Linked DNA regions of Sus scrofa: region 1 is linked to region 2. A link is a contact called in public promoter capture Hi-C data. All regions are on one chromosome and are shown on one strand. The core of a region is the stretch at or near the end of the contact, and the rest is flanking DNA. Distances in the headings are between cores, read along the strand shown. Region 1 holds the start of EEA1 (early endosome antigen 1). Region 2 holds the start of NR2C1 (nuclear receptor subfamily 2 group C member 1).

Evidence for each region. Promoter capture Hi-C pulls out the DNA fragments that hold promoters and counts their contacts.
Region 1: a promoter capture Hi-C map of liver shows a contact between it and region 2, with 10 times the contacts expected there. The contact joins the promoter of EEA1 here to the promoter of NR2C1 in region 2. A contact is called at or near these places in 1 of 5 promoter capture datasets (liver) and 1 of 2 datasets of contacts at active chromatin or transcription factors (alveolar macrophages).

The regions. Positions count from the first base shown.
Region 1 is chr5:90,126,996-90,134,576 of Sscrofa11.1, reverse strand. It overlaps EEA1 (early endosome antigen 1), which reads right to left and starts at 2,870. Exons shown (of 33, transcript XM_021091260.1): 1 at 2,620-2,870. The coding sequence starts at 2,643.
Region 2 is chr5:88,229,125-88,236,053 of Sscrofa11.1, reverse strand. NR2C1 (nuclear receptor subfamily 2 group C member 1) reads right to left here and starts at 4,871. Exons shown (of 14, transcript XM_005664254.3): 1 at 4,543-4,871. It overlaps LOC110260793 (a long non-coding RNA gene), which reads left to right and starts at 3,896. Exons shown (of 3, transcript XR_002344252.1): 1 at 3,896-4,004. It overlaps FGD6 (FYVE, RhoGEF and PH domain-containing protein 6), which reads right to left. Exons shown (of 23, transcript XM_013998063.2): 23 at 6,247-6,929.

The DNA of each region.
Region 1 (7,581 bases), core at 1,621-4,120, 1.9 Mb before region 2:
TATTCACACTCCCTTGAATTACCTGTCCCTTTTACAACTTCTTGCCTAGGCATTTGAGTTTCCTCTGCCTGAAGTGCCCTCCCTTCTTTCCAGCCACAAATATGCCCTCCTCCCACAAGCTTTTCCAGATTGCCCCCAAAATTCTCCCACAGACTGGCCCCCAGGAACTATTCATTCTTATTATTGCAAAGCACTTATTACTACTATGCATTGTCCTTTTTTTTTTTTTTTTTTCCTTTGGTCATAGTGGTCAAATCGGAGCTGTAGCTGCTGTCCTACGCCACAGCCATGCAGGATCTGAGCTGCATCTGCAACCTACACCACAGCTCAGGGCAATGCCAGAGACTTAACCCACTGAGCAAGGCCCAGGATCGAACCTGCCTGTCCTCATGGATATTCGTCAGATTCTTTTCTGCTGAGCCACGATGGGAACTCCAGCATTGTCGTTACTTTTAAATGTCCACTTCCCCAACGAGCTGTGAGTTCTAAAAGGAGGGCCCATATCTTATTTAACTGTTTCCCAGCCCCTAGCAGATGCCTTGCATTTACTGAAACTCAATATAAGGACACTAAAAACAAACAAAAAATTAAGTAGTTAATGAGAGACAATTCAAACTTTCTTATAAAGCGCATATAAATTTAACACAGTAGTTCTCAACCAAGGCAATTTTGCCCCTAGGTGACATATGGTAAAACGTTCAGATATTTTTGGTTGTCCCAATGGGGGGTAGGGGATTTTAGGAGAGCTACTGGCATCGAGTGGGTAGAAGCCAGGGATATACTGCTAAACATTTTACAATGCAAAGGGCAGCTTCCTACAACAATTATCCAGTCACAAATGTCAACAGTGCCATGGTTAAGAAACTCAGTTGTCAACTGACTTATTCCTGTGTGTTGATGATTCCTTATCACGTCTCAACAATAATCAGAATAAATTCCATTTTTTAGTTTCAACTGAAGCTTCTGCAGCCATTTACCTGTACACACCAACACTAAAAATGATCTTTATATAACTGTAATGTTTAAGAACATTAAACCAAGAGTACTGGAAAGCATCTCATATTTCTGAAAACTAATCTATAACTACCAGAAGCTACTCTTAGGTCAGTTAACACTGTTTTATTTATAAACTTTATTGCAAATCACAGACGACTCATTTTCGGCTATGGAATGATGTAACAGAAACACAATCTGAGACATGAAGTAATCAATCAGTTCCTACACGTCTGATAAAAGAAAAATCTCTAAGTACTGCAAGTAAATCATGCACAGATGTCTTTGATGTTGAGCACAGAACTGATGGCCAAAGGGCACTGCCCTTGCTACAGCCAAAATAGGTGCTTATCAAGATTTCGAAAAACTCTGGCAAAACACTGCAAAACATCCAACGTCAATACAGGGTGGCAGATGCAAAAGTTAGCTATTTCTCGCCCTGATATATGACCAAGTTTCACATGACTGGAATACTTCACAAAGCTATGCAGCCGCAAGGACACTCACTCCCTTTCTAAGCAGTGAATGACTCAACTCTCTTTGGTACATTCCTTGACTGAATACTACAAGTTCACTAATTCCTTTTGTCCTTTGAACTAGTTATCCTACTCCCTCAATAACCAACTAACGAATCTGGCACCAGCTTTTCAATCATTTACATTTTGCACCCTATCGGTCCCAAAAAGAAATATAGAAGTTGTCCAAAACAAAAACTTGAGTACAGTAAATCTTATAGAAAAGATCTCAATTGCTATTCCAGGAACTGACTCCTAAACACAACATCTACATATCGCCAATGCGCTCATCTTTATATATCAAGGTTTTTTTCCAGATTGTAAATAAAGATAGCACTGGCAGAAAATAAAGGAGTTAAGTGCATACCCGGGGCTAGAGCTTACGGGGGATTTAGTCTCCGACGGCTCCAAAAAGCTACTGGGCTGGGAGGGGGAAACGCATTTTTAACTGGGGAGGGGAAAAGTTTGCAACAGTGAGTAATATCTTCCTTCGAGGCTGACTCTGCCAGGGACGTGTCGGTACCGCGACTGGGCCGAGGCTAGGCCAGCTTTCACCACGTTACCACGCAGGGCTGCCCAGAGCAGACCGCGACGCCGAGCGTGGCAGCTGCGGGTCGCGTAAAGTTGGGGGGCCCGCTGGGCAGGGCGGCCGGGGGACCCGCCGAACTCGCCTCCCGCGGGCTCCCACGGGGCGTCCTCCAGCCCGGCGGGCGGCCGGCCGGCCCCGGCGGCACCAACTCTCCGTGTTCACTGCCATTCCAGGATCTGGAAGGAACGCGCCGGCACCACACCCTCCCGCCCCGCCGCCCGCTCGCACTGACAGCCCGTGCGGGAGCGGGGCCCGGGCCTGGGCGCGCGGGGCCGCGGCAGACCGGGCGCCCGGCCCCGGCCTGCCGCCGCGCCCGCCCTCCCTGCCCCCACGCCCGCCCCGGGAGCAGAGGACCGAGGCCTAATCAGCGCCCGGGCTGCGGGGCCTAAAGCAGGGAGGCGCCCGCACTGAGGAGGGACGCCAGCGCCGCCGCCTCGGCTCCTCAGCGCGGCGGCGGCTTCCGCGGCCTCGGACTCGGGCTCCCGCTCACGTGCTCCTGGAAAGACGGTTTCACTCTCTTACCCTCTGCAAAATCCTCCTTAACATGGTTTAAACACCCCCCGGCGCTGCCGCGGTGACTCTCCGGACCCTCCTCGGGGTCACTCACTACTCGGGGGTGCGCGGGCGGTAGGGACTGAGCCAGAAGGGAACCTGGGAGGAGGTCGGGGCGAGGCGGTGGCGGCAGCCGCTAGGGCGGCCCCGACTTCCCCACAGGCGGTGAGAGGGAGCGCGCGCGAGCCGGGGACGAGATAGCCAGCGAGCGCCCGCCCGCCGGGCCGCCCCCGTAACTGACAGCTGGGCGGACCCGCCCGCGCCGCCCCGCCCTCTCGGCCTGTCCATCCGCGGGAGGCGGGGCTGGAAGGGGCCTGGCCTGGGCCGGCGACCAATCGGAAAGGGCGGCGGCGTGGGCCATTGCGTGACGGACAGGAGGCAGGACGCTGGCACTGCCGCTCCTTCCGGCCGCTGAGCGCACACCCGCGCTCCGTCAGAGGCGCTCGCGCGTAGACCCGGCACCCGCGGAGGGGACTTGGGGACCTGGGGACTTGGGGACCTTGGGGCTTGGGGGGTGGTCCTTGGCCGCGAAGGAAGGCGGGCTCTCGAGGCAGGTACCTGCTATGGCACCTCAGACTGCTCTGTAAAATCTGTCGGTGTGACCCTGGCCTTGACCGTTGCTCAACTGGACTCCCATTTCTGCAGGAAGCTTAGTCTCAGAGTGCAAGCAAAGGAGAGACTCAGACACGATTAACCGGTCTGTTGGGCTTCCCTCCTCTGGTCCAACCCCTGGCTCCTTTCCCTCCTCCCTTCCTGCTTCTCATTTCAGCCAAAGGAAAAGTAAAGAATCGGAAGAAAGTATAGAAAGAAACTGCAATTTGAATTGATAGGGAAAAAAAAAAGTTTGGCGTTGTCCTTTGGACTATAGCAACAATATTTAATGGACTGATGACGCTAACATGTTGCACCCACTAAAGCCCATGCTTGGCTCATTCTCCTAAGGAATTTTAAATCCTCTTCTGATAACGAATGTATGAAGTGAATCGACATTAATGCGTCTGTTTCATAGATTAAGAAAAAAATAATGACGTTTTCCCTTCGTGGCTCCGCAAAAACCAATCTGACTAGCATCCATGAGCATGCAGGTTCCATCCCTGGCCTCGCTCAGTGGGCTAAGGATCTGGTGTAGCCCTAAGCTGTGGTGTAGGTCGCAGATGCAGCTGGGATCGTCGGACTGCAGCTCTGATTCGACCCCTAGCCTGGGAACCTCCATATGCTGCAGGTTTGGCCCTACAAAAAAAACAAAATGAGGTCACAGATAAACAGTGTGCCAAAACAAGGATGTGGACTGGGAAATGGACTTAGAACTGACTTCCAGGCACCATGTCATTATTTGAAGTCAAAAGTCACAGCTGCCCAAAACAAAAAAAAAAAAAGTCACAGCTGCAGAATCATATCATTTTGCCAAGTTGCTCTCAGCTTTCACAAGTTGAGAGATTTGGCTTTTACCCTGGAGGGGGGAGCAGGGGAGAAGACTTTAACATTGTTTACATAGGGAAGAAGAAGGGGAGAAAAATGCAACTAACCCTGCTTGAATTGGGGGAGGGGGGTAATGAAGTCTACCAAGCAATGAATGGAGTGCTTATTAGAAAATACTTCCAGGTCTTTTGAAAAGATGCAGCAAATATTTTCAAATTAGTTAAGGTAAAAGTGTTTTATAAAGTGTAAATAAAGCATTATATCATGTAATATGTTGTTTCTATCCCAGACATGTCTGTATTTTAATGTGGATGTGTCTGCGCCTATAGTGCAGCAAACAGTCGTGCCTACAACTAATACATTATTAATCACTATTGATGATAGTGCACTTAAATACTTCCAGACAAACATAGCAAAGCACACTCTTCCATCTTTCCAGACACAGGCACTTTATTTTAGAAAATATGGGAAATATTTTCACCGACATAGGGGGATAAAACTGTGGTATAATACATATGTGGTCTCTGCTCCCAAGTAATAACATGATGGATAAGGTGATAAGAGCATCTTTTGTTGTAATGTTTGACCCTTGACCCTGGCTCCCCATACCAGAACTTCTAAGACCCTTGGAATCCCAGAGTGATGAGTGTCTTTTTGTATGCTAATGAAATGACAAGTGGCCAGGAGTCCCTAAAACTTTAGGGTGGGGGCTGACCCCAGAAAAACCAAGGGATGATTAGAAGGTTGGAGTTTGGGGGCCTACCCCCACCCCGCCACCTCCAGGAGGGAAGAGGAGCTGAAGGGGTTAATTGCCATTAGCCAATGATACAATCAATTATGCCTACATAACGGAGCCTCCATAAAAACCCTAAATAATGAGGTTTGGAGAGCTCCCAGATTGATAAATATCAAGGTGATGGGAGGATGACGCGTCTGGAGAGAACAGGGAAGTTCTGCTTTTCCCCATACCTTGACCTACGCATCTCTTCCATTTGGCTTTTCCTGAGTTGTTGCCCTAGTAATAGGCCGGTGAGAGTAAATGAAGTATTTCTGTGAGTTCTGTGAGCCATTATAGCAAATTATCAAACCTGGGGCGAGTGTTGTAGGAACCCTCAATTTATAGCCAGGTGGTCCAAAGTACAGGTGACAATCTGGGAATTTTAACTGGTATCTGAAGTAGGGGGCATTCTTGGTGGGACTGAGCCTTTACCCTGTGAGGTCTGTGCTAACTCTGGGTCATTGGTACCAGAATTGAACTAAATTGTACACCCAGTTGGTATTCAGGGAATTGGAGAATAGCTTGGTATGAAAAAAACCACCGATGAATGTCCACTTAAAGTGACATCTATTTCTATTTCTATTATTTGTCTTTCAAAGATTAGCTTAAAATGCTGCTTATTGGAGTTCCCGTTGTGGTACAGCTGAAACAATCTGACGAGGAACCATTAGGTTGCAGGTTCCATCCCTGGCCTCGCTCAATAGATTAAGGATCCGGCATTGCTGTGAGCTATGGTGTAGGTCACAGATACAGCTCAGATCCTGCGTTGCTGTGGCTGTGGTGGAGGCGGGCAGCTGTACCTCTGATTAGACCCCTAGCCTGAGAACGCCCATGTGTCGAGGGTGCAGCCCTAAAAAGAAAAATAAATTAATTAATTTAATTAAATGCTGCGTATTAATGTCACATGCTAAGTAAATCTTTCTCCACTAGAATTCTCCAGTGGAATCTTTTGACGAATATAAATAGACTCTCATCTACTGCTTAGCTAGATGGGTTATTCAAAAGTCCCTGCGTTCCCCTGCAGCTTATGATAACTCCATCACTGGAATAATATACTAGAGAACTTAATTACTCCAAAAGAAAATAGGCAGTGGGTGAGACATAATCATGTAAGAATATCATTTGCTAATCTAGCAACTTCCCACACAGAACAATCCTGCTAACCCATCTGACTGCTAATTGCTATTCATTTAACTCTTACCTGTTGGCCCTTCTTAGTTTCTTACTATCAGCCACTTCCCTAGCATCCTGATTTCCATCAAAACCCAGCTTAAAGCCTATGATCCAACTTTATAGTACCCCCCCCAACTTTTGCAAATATGCTTCACTTCTTCAGCTCTCTCCTCCTCCATTGTTTTCATCTAGGAGAACCCAAGCCCAACTACCCACCTACTCTATGCTGTACAGGAGCAACTGAGTATCACTAGAGATAACATATATACCACTGGGGCAGTTGGACTCCCTTTAGCTTTAATAGCCGCAGACGTCAGATAGCACTCCACACTCTCTAGCAGCTGTCCTGCAATACTCTCCTCTTGTCTTCTTTCTCCACGCCTCCAATATGACATTTACACCTGTCATTGCTTCATTGTCTTACCTTGTATTTTCTGCTTAACCCACTCCAATCAAGCCTCCTCCTTATCTACTCCAATGAGACTGCTCAATATTAAGATCACTTGTGACCTACATGCTGCCTAATCCAGGGACAAGTTTATTGTTTTGACTTTGACTCTGGTTCCCATTGTGAACAGGTGACGCCTCTCTCCTTGAACTATTTGATTCTCTTGACTTCCCTGACTGTATACAATCTGGGTTTTCTCCTCAATGACCATCCCTTTTAAGACTTGTTTAAGACGTCTCAACTGCATATCTCAACATTAGAGTACCCCCCAAATGCTTTTCATGGCCCCTCCTTTCATCTATCTCATACAACCTGGAATAAATCTCAACCAGTCTTCAGGCTTTAAATTTCATCTGTTTACCCAAGACTTCTGTTTCAATATGTCCAGTGCTGACATTCCTCAGATTTCAAGACTTGTGTCCACTTCATATTTCTTCTTGGATGTCTGATGAGCATCTCAGACTTTACAAGGTCCAGACGAAACTGTTTCTTTTTTATCTTCAAATCTGCTTCTTTGCCAGTTTTCCTATTTCATTATGTACGACGCCAACTACTTAGTTGGGTGAGATCAAAAATCTTGGGGAGTTATCTTCAACTTCTCTCTTTATCTCATCAGTTCCCTTCCCTCCAGAAAATCCTGGAAGGTCTCCCTCCAAAAAATATCCCAAATCTGCCACTTCCTTCCATTATCATCCCAATCCATAGCACCTTAATCTCCTGTCCAGACTATTATAATACTTTCCTAGTTGGTCTCTGCTTTCACTTTGACTTCCCTACAATCCATTCACTACACAACAGCTACAAACAACTTTTTTTTTTTTTTTGCTTTTTAGGGCCACACCCACATCATATGGACGTTCCGAGGCTAGGGGTGGAATAGAAGCTGCAGCTGCTGGTCCTGGCCACAGCCACAGCTCACAGCAATGCCAGATCCTTAACCCACTGAGTGAGGCCAGGGATGGAACCCACATCCTCACGGATACTAGTTGGGTCTATAATCCACTGAGCCACAACTGGAACTCCCAGAATACATTTCTTTTTGATTCAGAAAATAAAACCAGGAGTGCCCATTCTGGTGCAGCGGAAACAAATCCGACTAAGAACCACGAGGTTG
Region 2 (6,929 bases), core at 3,622-6,121:
CATTTACCTTCTAAAGCATCCTGCTGTTATCTACATAGATGATAAAAGACCGAAGCTTTCCAATAGGCTAATTTGTATTCATATCTGAACTCAGCAGGGTTTTTTGGTTTTTTTTTTTTTTTTTTTTTTGGTTTTTAGGGCCGTACCTGCGGCATATGAGGTTCCCAGGCTAGGGGTTGAATTGGAGCTACAGTTGCCAGCCTACACCACAGCCACAGCAGCACCAGATCCAATCTGCGTCTGCGATCTACACCACGGCTCGAAGCAATGTCGGATCCTTAACCCACTGAGCATGGCCAGAGACTGAGCCGCAACCTCATGGTTCCTAGTCAGATTTGTTTCCGCTGAGCCACGACGGGAACTCCTGAACTCAGTAAGTTATTTACTGAAACATCAGGTGCTGTGAGACTACAGGACTTGACAGTGAACAAGACAGAAAAGAGCTCTGCCTCATGGAGCTTATATTTTAGTGAGAAAACAGATGTTTAAAAATGACCATGTACTAAATGCTATGATGCAAGCTGGGAAGGAGTGACACAGAGAAAAACAGAGAAATCTAGGGAGGGGGTTTATTCAGGTAGTAAGTAGAGTGTCCTAGATCTCAAGTCAATAAATCAAACTTGCAATCACATTTTTACTATTTACTAAACGTATGACTATATGTCAGTCACTTAACTTGATAGCTTTACTGAGAAGGCATTTTAGCAAAGACAAAGAAGAAAGATTTGTGCCAAAAAAAAAACCTCTTTAAGGAGTTCCCGTCAAGGCACATCGGAAACGAATCTGACTAGGAACCATGAGTTTGAGGGTTCGATCCCTGGTCTCCTCAGTGGATAAGGATCCGGCATTGCCATGAACTGTGGTGTAGGTCGCAGGCATGGCTCGGATCTGGCGTTGCTCCAATTGGACCCCTAGCCTGGGAACCTCCATATGCCGCAGGTGTGGCCCTAGAAAAGGCAAAAAGACAAAAAAAAACAAAAAACAAAAAGCCTCTTTAAAACCATAAACTTAATGATGAAGAGAGAATGCTTATGACAAACTAAATGAAAAATTAATAAGCAAAATTTTATTTATAACTGATTTTAACTATGCAAAACATGGAAGGACTAAAAACAAACATTCTCAAATGTTTGCTCGTAGGTGAAGGAGATTCAGTTAAGTGAAAATATCTATATCAACGGGTAGCAAAGCATCTCTTGCAAGTAAGAGGTATTTCCTGAAAGTTAGCTGAGTAAAGAAAGTGCTCAAGAGATGAGCAATAGGTCAGAATCACCACTCTGGAGAGGGAGGGTCTGTCAAAACCTTATGGAAGAGACATCTGAGACAGGCACTGAAGGCTCAGTATTTTTACCAACCTGAGGGACAAAGCCAAAAAGCAGGAGGATGCTGCCTTTACTACTCTAGGGCTACTTAATATACACAGGACATACAATCCTACATTTTTGGCTCCGGTTTTTCTTTTTTTCACATTTACCTTGATCTCATTCCTACATACCTTCCCCAGAGAAAAAAGTATATTGTCAATGAGCCCCAGCTTGGATTAAATCCCTGGCCTGGGACCTTCCAGATGCTGTGGGTGCGGCCATTTGAAAAAAAAAAAAAAAAAAAAAAAAAAAGGGGGCCATCTTTCTTCCATTCAGATTCAAAATTTGAAGTCTGTGCTGTATGACTTTATCAAGTATAGTTCATTTTCTTGTTGTGTGTATGTGTCTTTTCAGGCCGAACCCTCAACATATGGCTTATCTGAATTCCCAGGCTAGGGGTCAGGTAGCTATAGCCTGAGAACTGATCCGAGCCATGTCTGCAAACTATACTGCATCTCAGAGCAACGCCAGATCCTCAGCCCACTCATCGGGGCCAGGGATGGAACCAGCATCCTCAGGGATACCAGCTAGGTTGTTACTGCTGAGCCACAATGGGAACTCCCATATCCAGTTCCCACCAGTCCCATTTCCATCCACCAACTGCAGAATGCTGCCACCCAAAGCAGGATTTTGCAAACTTCCTGTTGTGAGTCACTTATGGATGGGAAAATACAAATTTTCTTAAAAAAAAGTAAATTAAGGAGTTCTCTTGGAGTTGCTACTGTGGCTCAGCAGGTTAAGAACATGCCATAGTGTTCGTGAGGATCCCTGGCCTCGCTCACTGGGTTAAGGATCAGGCATTGCTGCAGGCTGAGGCTGGGCTGCAGATGCTGCTCGGATCTGCTATGTCTGTGGCTGTGGTGTAGGCGTGCAGCTACAGCTCTGATTCAACTCCTGGCCAGGGAACTTCCATAGAGCAGGTGCAGCCAGTGGGAGGAGGAAATTAAAATAGAAAACACTGCATCAGGTACAGTGAGGGTTAAGAACAGTTTCGTGAAGACGTTTCAATTTAATCTGTGTGTATGTGTTGAGGTCGAGCTATGATGCAAAATTTATTTTTCTGTGGGGCAGTCAAAAAAAGCTTGAAAATAGGTTTTAAGACAAGGATTCTTTTTTTTCTGGTGGGATGGGTCACACATCCCTTTGAAAATCTGACGGAAGTTAAGGTCTCCCTCACCAGAAAACAAGTTTATGTTCATTCACACTACAAATGATGGTACATGCCGAATTTCAAAGGGCTCATAAAACCTCCTGTGGTCAGTCCAAGGATTTTTCAAGTTAAGAATCCTTTGAGTATAATTTCAGCTGCTGCCAGAATTGAGTTTACTGGATGAATATTTACTTTACACAACTCTGTGTACGAAAATACCCTACAAGGCGAGAATCACCTTTGTGTCAGCATATGTGACCAAGAGCAAGGTCTTGAGATGCTTAAAAAACTGAAATACATCCTATGCTCCCGCTTCAGAACTGTGAGTGCCTCTTTAATGGTCAAAGAATAAAGTTTCAGCCCTTCTGGATTTTTTTCAATATTTCCTAAGTTCCTATAACATGCCTGCCATTGCAGACACAAAGGAGCATCCTTTAAAGCCTGTCTTCCTCATCTTCTCATTTTTAACTCCTACCAGTCCCAAGGGGCCTCTGTTCAGGACAAAGTGGAATGTTCTTATTCCCAAATACACAATTCCAAGCTCCTCCTCCTGCATTTAAATTACCTCGACCTTTAAAACTCAGTTCTAATGTTTTTGTTTGTTTTTAACTCAATCTTTCTAGATGGATACAGCATTTATTGTGCATACTAAGGTTAACTAGGATTCAAGAAGAGACTTCTCTTTTACTTCTCATATAGCATGCAAAATTTTATGTAAAAGTACATTTTTTAGAGACAGTCCATGGCTTTCATAAAAGATCTTAAGAGGCTGGAGAGGGTCCTTTATGGCTCAAAAAAGGTATAATTATATACACTATTCATCCTTTATTACATGCAGTTTCTTTTTTCTATTCTCCACGGGTAGGAAGTATATTCCTTGTGTACAAGACCCACAGATAGTAGCTACTCTGGAAATGTTTGCCGCCTTTGATTTGTGCCTCCCTCAAAACCCGCCCTAAAAAGACGGAAATGCCCCTACAAAGAATGATGAAAATGTATCTCATGTGATCCACTTTTTAAAAATAATTAACAGGAATATTTCTTTTAGATCTACCAAAGTGACACACAAGCAAAAGCTAAAAACAATCACTGTGTACCAACCAACCGCGCAGCAGGCATTGTTCAAAAACCTCAAAGTCGAAGGTCTATTTACAAGTTCAGGAGGCACAAAACCCCAAAGGCCTTAATTTCAACCCCTTTTGCTTCTCCTTTCCAGTTCGCATTATTTTTTAAACAGGTGACCTATTTGGTGAAGGTTACGAGACAACCTGGCAACATTTACCATTCAACAAACGCTATCTGCAGGAGTTGGAGGTAGTTTCTTAACAAAAGAGCTCCAGGAAGCTTGGACATGCCCATTTCAGGGAGGACCCTCGGCCGATCCATTCTTTCGCAAAAGATACAGATCCAAAGGCAGCGGCCACTCCCGCCCCATCCGTTCTTAAGTTGAAAGCGTTATTCCGTCTGCCCTGGGTGAGCACGAGAATTAGGTAAGAGGCCCGCGCGGGGAAAGGGATCCGGGCCTCGGCTCGCGCCCACGAGTGGCCAGGTGGACCCCGCAGCGTCCCGCCGGCGCTCGAGCCCACGCTGCATCCCGGGCCCGGCGGCGGTGGCGCTCGACTCCCCAAGGCGGGGGAAGCGGCGGCGGCGCCGAGACGGAAGCTTTTCCTGTAGGTGAAAGGTCAGAGGCGCCGCGGGAGAGGCTGCCGTGCGCGCCCAGCCGCTCGCGGACTCCCTCTCGCGCCCGCCACTCCGGCCCCTCTTTGGGCTCCGGGCCCCGTGCCCGGCCCTGGCTACGGCCTCGGCCTCTCTCGGAGCCCCGCACAGTCGGCCTCGCCGCTCCGGCCGCTGTCCGCGCTCCCAGCCCGCCCCGAGCAGCGCGGCGCTGCCAGAGGGCGGGCTCTACCGGCTGCAGCCGCAGGCTGTTGCGGGAACTGGGGACGCAGCCGTTGGCAGTTGGGAGGAAAGGACCTCCCCGTGCCCTACGCCCCCCGTCCCGGGCGCGGCTACGGCCGCTTTTTTCCTCACCGGCTCTTACTGGCGCTTCTCTGCCGAGCTACGTTCCCCGGGCGTAGACCGGACAGTCCCACTGCGGCGGCTGCTGCGGGGGGGGGGGGGCCTCCGGGAAGAGGCAGGTTGGAGAAAACTAAGGGGGAAGGGTTTTAAAAAGTGGGGGCAGGGAGCTTTCGGGGTTTGTGTATTTGTGGGGGGGTCAGAGTTCGTGACCCCTCCCTCGGCTCCTCGTTGCGCGCTCCCGCCCGCGCCTGCGCATTAGTGGCGAGAGGAGGTCGTGACGTTCCCTGGGTGGATGAGAGAACCCAGCCTCTGAATAATTGGCTGCCCCCTATCGGGTAGGAGGGAGACTGCACTGCCAGAGCCCTATGGGCACTTTTAGAAGCCGCTTGTTTAGCGTCGTTTGCAAAAGGTGGTAAAGGAAGATCCGATTTTGGCAAAAATAAATGACCGAATCAGTTTTATGACAGTTCGGTTTCTAACTTGTGGGAATCTGGCTCTGTTAACAGACTTTCTCTTACCTTAGACTAAAAGGTTTATTAGAAGAGTAACAAAATAGGGTACATCCCAATAAAATATTTTAAATTACCTTAAATAAAACAAGCTGGGGTATAATCCTGTATGTGGCGAAGTTTTACTTAGTCAACTCTTGTGAATAAATAGGTTTAATGGCCAAACGGAGCTAGTGATTATATTCTAAATCATTTAGAATGTAATCTTCCTAAGACTGGCTTTAGTCTGTTTTCCTCAGCGGTTTGTTTCCAAGCTTATAGGACAGTGCTTAAAGGGCAATAAACATTTGCGAAAAGAAGAGGCATTGACGGAGCATCACATTCTTTTTTTTTTTTTTTTTTTTTAATGGCCACACCCCTGGCATATGGCAGTTTCCAGGCTAGGAATTGCAGCTGTAGCTGCTGGCCTTCGCCATAGCAATCCCAGACCTGAGTCACCTACACCACAGCTCAAGGCTATGAGCAAGGCCAGGAATTGGACTCATATCTCCATGGATACTAGTCGGACTTGTTACCGCTGAGCCAGGGTGGGAACTCTAGCCACAAGGGAACACATTCTGATACTACCAGAAGCATGGCGGTGTAGCAGGAAGAGCTGCCCTGTGTGGTTTTCACATTAAGAGCTTTCTTTTAGTATTGATAGGCACTAGAAAAGCAGTCAGGGATTCAGGAAGCCCAAGTCTGGAAAAACAAAAGTGAGCTGAGAAGGAGAACATCACTTTTGTCATTTTCCTCTGGACCCAGGCAGCTGGACACAAAAGGGGCATGCACCAACCCTTAACACGTGGAAATATGTTTTTCGTCTCATTCTCCAAAGTCTCCTTTTCCTATTAGTATCATTTGTTGTGTTTGGTGGTTTTAAGGCAGCCCTTCCTGCAGGCAGTCAAATTTGGAATCAGATAGTTAAGTCTCAAAGGTGACAACTAAGAAAGGATACTGTAGGTCCAATGGAAAAAGGCAATCTGAGACCTTTCCTCTATTCTCAGTGCCTAATATGGGGTTACCCCCTTATCATCCAATTAATTCACCTAAGTCATGGTAAACTGACTTAATAAAGTTTGAAAGTAGAAGCCAGCTTGGGAATATATTGTATGAGTGAAAGAGAGCTACCCCTAATTATGATTCAGGAAAACAGGTCTGTGTGGTTCATCTTTAAAATGAGTGACTACAAAAAATTATGGTTTAAGAGACATCATCACACCAAACGTCGATTTAGTAAATTTATTTTGTATAAATACAATGAACATTTTTTACAGTGCTAATATTTTATTTATAAAGGATCTATATATCTCTATATGAACAATAAGATACAAACTATTATCACTTTAAGTAAAAAGAGTTTCTATAAATCTATGTCATTAAAAAAGATAGTATTTCAAGATTGGTTCTTCATGTGCTAAGACCAACTCATATAAAAGAGAGCTGCCCCTTCATCCTAGTCCCCACAAAAAGGAGAATTTAATATTGAAGCTTTTTGAACATTTTTTACTACTTTGTCTTAAAATCGTACTAGAAAATTTCCATTAGAAAATAACATTAGAAGTGGCATAGGCTCCAGAATGCCATTTGTATATTAGAGGCACTCAAAAAAAAAAAAAAAAAAAAAAAGAGATCCATTTGAATTAATTTAATTCACCAAACAAATACTGAATGTCTAGCACATGCAAGACATTCTGCCAGATGCTGAGAGGGAATCTCTAATGAGCAAAATACAGTTGCTGTTCTCAAGGACAGAATATGATAAGCACCATAAGCAAGTCTGTTTAAGGGCCAAAGGCTATGGGAACATGGAGAAAGAGACTAGATCAGAGGAACGGAGGCGGGGTGGGGAGGGACTAGTATCAACCGTTACAGAGAAGTCTTGGATAAATAGGCAGAAATGGAGGCGGG